Linked DNA regions of Ovis aries: region 2 is linked to region 1. A link is a contact called in public Hi-C data. All regions are on one chromosome and are shown on one strand. Each heading gives the region's core, a stretch centred on a gene start, on an enhancer-like site or on the middle of the called end of the contact. The rest is flanking DNA. Distances are from core to core; before and after follow the strand shown.

Region 1 (5,157 bases), core at 1,241-3,740:
GTTGCTAAAAACCTTATAATTTCTCTTAAAGCTGGTGTGCATATTTGGGTTTGTATTAGTTGAAAGCTTTAAGAAAATATCTCTAGAAAATCACTGAAGCTGTGGAAGAAAGTGTATTCAAAATTGCTAAGTTCTAAAATTCAAAAGAAACAATTTTATCAAAGAAGAGTGATGTTTAAAATAGTTCAGGAGAAGTTTTTTCTTTTAAAGCTGTCTCTATTTTGAGATTGGAGTGGGTACTTTGGCACTTTCAGTTTTCTTGGTTTGTGCTGTGCTCTGCTAAGTCACTTCAGTTGTGTCCAGCTCTTTGCGACCCTGTGGACTGTAGCCTGCCAGGTTCCTCTGGCCATGGGATTCTCCAGGCAAGAATACTGGAGTGGGTTGCCATTCCCTTCTCCAAGGTATTTTTCTGATTTTTCTGCATTTATTAGGTCTCCTGTACTGGCAGTTGGATCTTTTACCTCTAGCATTACCTGGGTAAGCCCTTTCTTGGTTCAAATATAATTTAAGTTAACAAGATACTAATTGTGAGTGTAAAGATTTCAAAATTTATAGTTCAACCCCAAAGGAAGAAAATCAGAAAGGCCTGAAGTAAATGGTCTGCTTTGGAGCTGTGCTCATTTTGAAAGTATACATTTCTGGACCAGATTTCTAATGTGTGCTTGCAAGGTACTGAGAGAAGTTTCTCCCAGCAGCTCACCTGATGGTTAAACTTGAATTTGTAGTAGCTGATAGTTGCTTTAGGTGCCCTCTTTGAACTGAATTGTAGGAATTAAAGAATAAGCCATCTAAGAAATCTTACCAGGTCAACAGTTGAATGATTGGCTGGAAACATGTTTTCAAAACTACTTTGCACAGAACCTTGTAAAAAGAAGGGGGCTGGAATGGATGGAAAACATGATGATTGAATCTTTATGGGTAAAACTATGAGCTCACATAAATATTTAATACCTTAAGTTATTGCCCACCTGGACTGTAGTCAAAAATAAAATCATAGTAAAATACCAGAAAGTTTAGTAGGGCCTTAAATGCAATTCTCATAGTAGTAGCTTAAGAAAGTTTGTGATGTGATGTGAAAGTCGCTCAGTTGTGCCCAACCCTTTGTGACCCACAGGACTATATCAGTCCATGGAATTCTCCAGGCCAGAATATTGGAGTGGGTAACCTTTCCCTTCTTCAGGGGATCTTCCCAACCAAGGGATCGAACCCAGATCTCCCACATTGCAGGCAGATTCTTTACCAGCTGAGCCACCAGGGGAGCCCAAGAATACTGGTGTGGGTAGCCTATCCCATCTCCAGCAGATCTTCCCGACCCAGGAATTGAACTGGGGTCTCCTGCATTGCAGGTGGATTCTTTACCAACTGAGCTATCAGGGAAACCCTAAGAAAGTTTAGTTTGTGAATTATTGATTCTCCCTTCAATCTGGGTATCTTGCATCCAACATGCATCTTTGCCCATTTCCAGTTATTTGTGTTTACCTGGCCTCTTCCTGGAGAAGGAAGCACCCCTGTGCAGTTCATTGGATTATGCTTGGATGATGGCTGTGGACCGAGGCTGGGCACCAGGATCTCTCTGCAGGAAGGGTCCCCTGGGGTGTTCAGGTTCTGCTGCCCAGATGCAAAAGTGTGTGACCATATCACCCAGTTTGGGGTTTTTTACTTAATAGACTGTTTATTTACTAACTAACCTATTATTTGTATGTATTGAGGAAGTAAGATTGGGTCATTAGGTGCTAAAAACATTTGAAACCATATTTTATTGATCATTGTCAGAAATGCGCTATTAGCACATGTGGAGGAGTTTGTGAATACAGGGAAGGGATTGAATACTTTGAGAGTTTTCCTGGCATTATTTTCAGAAAGCCTGGCCAAGAGGACCGGCTTAGGGCATCTGCAAAGCAGCTATTTTGAGAACAAAATTCCAAACATATCATTTGTCAGTCAGCAACTCAAGAATCAAACCAAAACAGAACAATAAAGAAGTCATCATGACTTCTTCTCAGCTTAGTGACAGTGGTGATGGAACACAGGGAAAGATGGAAAACCCTTGGAGGTGGACTCGGGAGTGAATCATGGCTGAGTTCAGTGAGCGTGTTTCTCAGCTGTGGAATACAGACACAGCTTCACCACCTTTCTGTTGTTGGTCTAGTGTAGATCACTCCTCCTTCTGTCCCTGGTGCCTCACCCACTGCCTGCTTAAGGGTGAGTCCTTAATTGTGTTCTATAAACTCTGCAGTTGCTGGCTTGCCCATGTCTCACTTAAGTGGAATACTGCCTGGATCCCAACTGTAGTTAAGTTTCAAGTTTGTTCAGGGCAAAATGAACTTCCTTGTAACTTTTTTCAGTGTAACTCTCAAAAACAGTCACCAACTTTGGCAGAAGATGAGGCCTCCTTAATGACTGTACAAAGGTGGTTTTCAGGCCAACCCTGGGTGCCATGCCCGTCTTGCTGGCCGTGAAGCCAGCTAGGCCTGCAGTGCTCAGTAGGTGGCGCTCGTGCTCTCTCTGTGCCGCAGCCATCGCGGAGGGTGTGGGTTTGGGCTGCAGGAATGCAGATACATCGTCAACTCAAAGCGGCTTCCTTGGGTCGGCAGCAGCATAAACCCATTATCGGCGCGGTGGCAGCTGCTGCTGAACTGTCCTTGCTCGCAGGCAGGTTCAGAGTAAAGGCCTTTGGCATCTGTGAGGTTGGGCACTGCGAGAAGCAAAACCGCTGACTGAAATAAGCAGGTTAGGGGTCTGTTATCTGGTTCCCTGCAGATGGGTCTGGGAGCAGCTTGGAGGCCGAGACCAGAGTCCAGGAAGGCCCTTCTCTCCTGTAACTGTGGTCTGGAAAAATCTCATCAATGTGGCCAGCTCTCTAAAGCCCCATTTTGGAGCCAATTTAGTGAAAATCAAGAACATTTTGAACCAGTGACAGAATTATAATTTTTATACTTATGAGCTGGCTTCTCCTGGTCAGTCTTGATTTCCAGCATTCGATCTTATTACTGATGTAAGAGCAGTAGCCCTCAGTGCCTCCTTCTATTTGGGGTATAGAATATATAGTCACCATAATTACCACTTTTTGACAGCTGCTGCTGCTGCTAAGTTGCTTCAGTCGTGTCTGACTCTGTGCGACCGCATAGACGGTAGCCCACCAGGCTCCACCGTCCCTGGGATTCTCCAGGCAAGAACACTGGAGTGGGTTGCCATTTCCTTCTCCGATGCGTGAAAGTGAAAAGTGAAAGTGAAGTCACTCAGTCCTGTCCAGCTCTTCGCAACCCCATGGACTGCAGCCTTCCAGGCTCCTCCGTCCATGGGATTTTCCAGGAAAGAGTACTGGAGTGGGTTGCCATTGCCTTCTCCTTCTGACAGCTGAGTCTCAAGCAGTGTTATGGACTGAATGTGTTCTTCGAAGTTCTTGTGTTTAAATTGTAATCCCCAATATGATGAGATCCCCTGGAGGAGGGTGTGGCAACCCATTCCAATATTCTTGCCTGGAGAATTGCATGGACAAAGGAGCCTGGCAGGCTCATGGGGTGACAAAGAGTTGGACACCAGTGAGCGACTAATGTGATGGTATTAAGATGTGGGGCCGTTGAGAGGTGATTCAGTCATAAGGGTGGAGCCCTAATGAATGGGATGAATGCCCTTGGGAAAGAAGTTCCAGAGAGCCTTCTCATCCCTCCAGCAGGTGAAGACACAGAAGATGGCCAGCTCTGAACCAGGAAGCAGGCTCTCACCAGACATTGAATCTGCCTGCACCTTGATTTTGGACTTTCCAGCCTCCAGAACTGTGAGAAATAAATTTACGTTGTTTTTAAGCCACTCGGTCTGTGATATTTTGGTATAGCAGTATGAAGACTAAGACAGTCAACAACATGCCCCCTATTTCTAATTTCAATTCTTATAAACAAAGTGATGGGAAACCGAAACCATGGGTCACTGAGATTTGGCTTTTGCTAGTCTCTGGTAGTTCAGCTGGTAAAGAATCTGCCTGCAATGCAGGAGATCCTGGTTCAATTCCTGGGTTGGGAAGATCCGCTGGAGAAGGAATAGGCTACCCACTCCAGTATTCTTGGGCTTCCCTGATGGCTGGTAAAGAATCTGCCTGTTATGCGGGAGACCTGGGTTTAATCCCTGGGTTGGGAAGATCCCCTGGAAAAGGGAATGGCTACCCATGCCACTATTCTGGCCTGCAGAATTCCATGAACTGTACAGTCCATGGAGTTGCAAAGAGTCAGACATGATTAAGTGATTTTCACTTTAGTCTCTTTTAATAAACAATGCAAAGAAGTATAAGAAAACAATAGAGTGAGAAGGACTAAAGATCTCTTTGAGAAAATAGGAGGTAACAAGGGAACATTTCAGGCAAGGATGGGCACGATAAACATCAGAAATGGTAAGGACCTAACAGAGGCAGAAGAGATTAAGAAGAGGTGGCAAGAATACACAGAAGAATTATACAAGAAAGGCCTTAAAGACCTGGATAACCACAGTAGTGTGGTTATTCACCCATAGCCAGACATCCTGGAGTGTGAAATGAAGTGGGCCTTAGGAAGCATTACTATGAACAAAGCTAGTGTAGGTGATGGAATTCCAGCTGAGCTATTTCAAATACTAAAAGATAATGCTGTTAAAGTGCTACACTCAATATGTCAGCAAATTTGGAGAACTCAGCAGTGGCCACAGGACTGGAAAAGGTCAGTTTTCATTCCAGTCACAAAGAAGGGCAGTGCCAAAGAATGTTCAACTTCTGGACAATTGTGCTTATTTCACAGGCCTGTAAGGTAATGCTCAGGCTTTGGCACTAGGTGAACCAAGAACTTCCAGATGTACAAACTGGGTTTAGAAAAGGCAAAGGAACCAGAGATCAAATGGCCAACTGATTCATTGGATCATAGGGAAAGCAAGGGAATTCCGGAAAAACATCTACTTCTGCTTCATTGACTATGCTAAAGCCTTTGACTGTGTGGATCATCACAAGAAATTGTGGAAAACTCTTAAAGAAATGGGACTACTTAGACCACCTTACTTGTCTCCTGAGAAACCTGTATGTGGGTCAAGAAACAACAGTTAGAACCTTACATGGAACAAATGACTGGTTCAAAATTGGGAAAGGAGTATAAGGTTGTATATTTTCATCCTGTTTATTTAACTTCTATGCAGAATATA
Region 2 (5,157 bases), core at 1,687-4,186, 130 kb after region 1:
ATTACCGACTCAAGGGACATGAATTTGAGTAAGTGCTGGGGGTTGGTGATGGACAGGGAAGCCTGGTGTGCTGCAGTCCATGGGGTTGCAAAGTATCAGACACAACTGAGTGACTGACCTGAACTGAACCTGAGGAAAAGGAATGGTCTTGGGCAGTGTGACCAGGAATTCTGAAGAGCTGTGGGCTGTCTGTGGGCTGCATTCCCAGCAACTGAGGGAAAAAGTCCTCAGTCCTGAAGGGAAATTTGCACAGCACATCAGTATCCATTGCTCACTGTAATATCGGTGCAAGAGTATGTTAGAAGCTTTAACTGAGGAGGAAATTTTAAATTTCCTCTGATACTTTAAAACAGACACTTTACATACCTCATTTTTTTGTGGAAAAGATCATTTTTTACTTCACTCACTAGTGTAGGTATAAAATAACCCCCCAATATGTATTTCAATGAAACATTTAAAAAAATTTGTGTTAGTATGTGTTAGGATGGTTTTGTGTCATGTGACTGAATCTAACTCAGATTAGTGCAGGGACAGGAAAATATATTGTTTCATGTAGCTAAACTTCAGGAAAGACAAAGTTGCAACTAGACTTCAGGGACTCAGATTTTTGTCTCTGCTTCTCTCTCTTCATGTTGTTTTGACTCTCTCAGACTAGCTCATTCAGTACAGCTGGCAGTATGGCTAACAGCAGTTTCCAAACTTGTAATTTCATCACTAGAGAAAAAACTTGACCTCTCTATTGTTAAACTCACTGGGAAAGGTTTTTATTGGGTCAGGTTTTATCCATGGACCAGTCAGCTGCAGCCAGGTGGATAAGTTATGATGATTAGACCAATTCAGTCTATCTGGGCAAACCTAACCAAGCATGGTCGTCAAGTAAAATCATGTGTATTCTTATGTGGATACATTACTGGGGTGGAGAAAGGTATTTTGTGGAAGGCTAGAGCAAGCAATGAGTAGACAGAATAAAAGATATCCTGCGGTAGATTTCTCTTATGCCCCACCCCCCACCCCTTTTCCATCTTAGCAGACTAATTCTGTATTCTTTTTTGGCTTTGGCATAGGAACCAATGAATTTTATCATGGAAATACGACATAGCTGTCAATAATTTGTTCCTAAATATTAGGTTCTCTTCATTTTGCACTAAGATTAATCACCTGCCAACATGTACATGATTTTCTTGGTTCAACGAAATTGTTGATTAATCATATTAACAAGAGAATTTTCGAAGGGCCAGAAATGAAGACATTTAAGAGGATATTTATTTATATTAGCAAATGTCACTTTATAGAAGACATTTCAACCTTTATCAAATAAACCTGCTCTGAGTGATTCATAATATAATTTTGTTAGCAATACATCTTTATTATATAAAGAAGACTCATTTGAAAATATAAAGGCTTTAAAAATAGTTCTTTTAAGTTCCAGCAAAAAATCCAGGCCTTAAAACAAGAATTTTGGAAAGAGTTCACTTAACTTTTGAATCTTCTAGTGATGGAGTTGTTGGCCTCCATCTACCTACCCTACCTACCCTAATTGTGTTAATTCCATTCTGTGGTAAAACCTATCCCAATGGTTAGTTCAGAAAAGGGGATGTGACACAGTACATGGAGGGAAGGGATTCTTCTGGGAAGTTTTATTTTCTCTTGAAGGAAAAAAAAAAGCCACAGAAAGAGATAGCCATTTTTTTGGACCTTGTTGGTCCATACATCATGTAAGCTCTTCTAATGTCACTTGTCACCAGTCTGAGGTAAAAAGAAAAAAAAAAAACAAGTCCTTGTTGACATTATTAAATTAGTGAATTAACCAATCTGCCACAATGTAGGGAGGTCTCTCAGAGAGGAAGATACTTGAGATGGATTTTGAAGGCCACTTCATCAAGGGGAAAATGAAAAGGGCCTTCCAGGCAGAGGAAACAACATATGCCAAAGCATAGAGTCGTTAAATAGGTGTTTGAATCACTCAAGCTAGAGCAGATGAAGACTTGTCTGGGGATATTTCATAGGAACTATGCCCAGCTGATGGCTGGGTTCTGGGTGCTGAATCAGGGAGTTAAAAAGCTGTCAATGACAGATGCACCTTCTCTCTCCATCTGTGCTTGGGATCATGTGGTCTCTTAGTATTGCTTTGTTCTGACAAGGTGTTCCACTCCTCTGGATTCATGGAATTCGCTAGTGCGGTGAGGTGAGAGGCCTAGTGAACACCAATTCTCCTTTTGACTTCTGCAAGCTAGTTTCACTCATCTTCAGTATAAGTATATGGCCCCCAAAGGGCAGCTCAGGCTCAAATCCAGAGAATTTCAGTTTAAGCACCACTGTAATCTGACTATAGTTTCTGTTTTTTTTGGTTGGAATTTTCCTGGTCAGCTAATGTGCTAGATAGCTTTCAGGCAGCTGTTTGAGCCACAGTCCAGTCCACCAACATTTAAAGTAAGAGCAAAGGGCCAATGAAAGGCATTGAACTGGATGGGCTTGACAGGCAGGAGGAGAAACAGGAGAGAGCAATGGGTCAGAGAAAGGATTAACAACCTAAAAATATCTTTCTGACTGAGGCACTCAGTCTTATTATTCAAAACATTCCTGTAGTTTAAATGCTGTACTCTCTCTAGAGTTTCTCTCTTAAGATATGTGTTCTTAGTGGGGCAGAAAACGGAGCCCCTGGTACCTGAGTAAGTGGAAGGCAGGATGAGAGCACTTCAGAAAGGGTAGGGGAGAATTAGAGCGTAAAAGTGGAGGCTCACTCAAAGACACCTTTTGTCAATTTGCAATTTTTATTAGAGTGTAATGAGTAATGGTACCTGGGCAGAGAGTTAAAGAAGTGTCTTTGGCTTGTCCTTAATGTTGAAGGTTATAATAGGTCATGTGGTATAGTGTATGTTTCAGTAAAATCAGCAGTGGTGGAGGGCAATTTCTTTAGGTATGTGACACTCTCGTCTTGGTTGCTCAGGAGAAAAATGCAATTATGGGCTTACAGGCCTTCAGCTACACCTAGTGGCCAAGTAGTGAAAGGAACAAATATGTTATTGTATTAATATTTTGTTGTAGTTCTTTAGCTACATTACTTTTACAGTCAGTTAAACGAATTATTTACAAATTATGCTCTGTGATTCCTTTTATATGCTATTTTTGACTAGTCTGTTAGCTTGTCATCTAGCTAAACAACTGATTCTCCAAATTGGAGGAATGTTGTGGTGTGAAACAAAGAGACTATGTGTGTTGGGAAGTTGAGGGGAGGGAAATAAGATGTCAGCCATGTGCCTCCTGCTCCTTGACAACCCTTAAAACCTACTTAAAATGTTTGACACTGTCCAGCTTCCTCTACTTTAGCATTATGTAAAGGATTGTCTCTGAGAAAATAAACAATAACAGTGATGATGTTAATAACAATAACAGTGATGACTGTGGTTCAGGAACAGACATTTGAAGGAAAGAGAGTGTAAATATTTGAGAGTGTTATTTATGAGACTGGAAGAATGAACTTAATCTGTAAGAAAATAGAACAGAACCTGATCAAATTATTTTTAAGAATGTTACATAGTCACCTATGTCTTTGCAACTGCATGTACTAGAAATATGTTGTGGGTGGTCATTTTTTGATATTTGCTTACAGATAGGGAAATCTCAGCAGCCAACACTTATGTGCATTTTGACATTGAAGTGGAGCATTGCCTGATTGCAGCCCTTGGAGGATTGACTCAACTGGCTCAGGTCTATAGCACACCCCCAGACTCACAGTTAGATTAGAGAAAGAACAGTAAGAAATGACATTTTGAAGGAGTTTGATATAATATTTTACTCCAATATTTTACTTTCCAAAGGGAGAAAATGATAGGAATGGGTTTATGTTTCCTTCATGAGGATTTGAATACAGGATATATTAATTAAACATATACCTTCATTTCACTGATGAAGAAACTTGAGAGAATAGTGATTGAATTACTCAGCTCTTTGGTTGCAGAGCTAAGGCTACAACTCAATGGTTTATACTCCTGACCTGTTACTTTTTAAAAATTCTAACTATTAATGGAAGAGTTCTCCATTTCAGTAGAAGACCAAAGCGGAAGGAACTGGGCTTATACCTATATCAAGAAAGTTTAGATAGATTGAGGGAGATTAACTGTAAAGTAACTAAATACTGTATTTTCTTTATTCTAAGATGTTCAGTTTTTTTAACATATTAATATTCTGAAATCAGTGTGAATCCTATAATCAGTGTTAAATCATAGTTGCTTCCAGACAGTGTGTCAAGTTGTGATGTGGTGTCTTTACATGGAAGAATTTAGCCAATGAGATTTTTGTTTAATAGATTACAGAATTGACAAAGCTAAGGTGCTGGCTTAATTTCTGAAAGAAACTATTTACTGTCTAACTATATACTATTTATTAGTGTATATAATTCAACTAAGAAGAAAAAAAGCAAAATTACAGTTTAAATCACTGGGATTCTTTCAACTTCAGGGCTAACGTGGTGAAAGTGTTAGGAAGGATTCGGCAGGCTCATCACAAATGCTATCCTTGCACTGTAGGGGGCCGCACTTCAGTTGGAAGAATCTTTAGAATGGGTTTGAAAAAGTATAGACTGAAGTCTTGTGAATCCTAGAAGGAAGTCATATGTAATTGTATAAATAGATTCATGTCATAGCTGTGTTAGTATAGCTTACAATTTGTGTACATATAATGAAGTGGGTTTTTCCCTGAAGCACTCTTATTAAGTTGTCTGATCAGCTTGCAATCAGTGACATCTAAGAATAGGAGTAATTTTGTTTAGAACAGCCGTGTTACAGAACACTGTCTTGGAAGCTAGATCTGTAAAACCACTCAGCCTCCTATTGGCTGTTTCTCCCTTGAGCAATTTACTTCCTCTCTAAATATCAGTTTCCTTATCTAAAATTGAAATAATGACTTGTACCTTGCAAGCATATTATAAAGATTAATAAGATTATGTATGTAAAGAGACTACCACAATACCCACTACATCGAAGGTACTCAGCAAAGTCAGCCCAACCACAGGAAACTTGACTCAATAAAATGATTTAAGTAATGTTGGCTAAAGGGTGCATTTCTCTGATTTGGTCCCATATAGTCTAAAGAGTGTTTCTCACCATTGTTAAAATCCATGCCCCATTAGTTAAGAAGAGTTTTCAAAGTCTTCTACAT

What was found. Hi-C and Micro-C count contacts between places; a contact is called where the count stands out from the background.
Region 2: a Hi-C map of blood shows a contact between it and region 1, with 7 times the contacts expected there. The contact joins two enhancer-like sites. A contact is called at or near these places in 12 of 16 Hi-C or Micro-C datasets (blood, hypothalamus, liver and 5 more).

Annotation. Positions count from the first base shown.
Region 1 is chr8:64,181,496-64,186,652 of ARS-UI_Ramb_v3.0, forward strand. No RefSeq gene overlaps it. Among named protein-coding and RNA genes, the nearest start is that of TRNAS-GGA, 33 kb to the right of the region's middle. Within about 2 kb of position 2,491, at least 9 of the 54 cell types and tissues checked have an H3K27ac peak or open chromatin away from gene starts, as enhancers often do.
Region 2 is chr8:64,310,330-64,315,486 of ARS-UI_Ramb_v3.0, forward strand. No RefSeq gene overlaps it. Among named protein-coding and RNA genes, the nearest start is that of CITED2, 11 kb to the right of the region's middle. Within about 2 kb of position 2,937, at least 6 of the 54 cell types and tissues checked have an H3K27ac peak or open chromatin away from gene starts, as enhancers often do.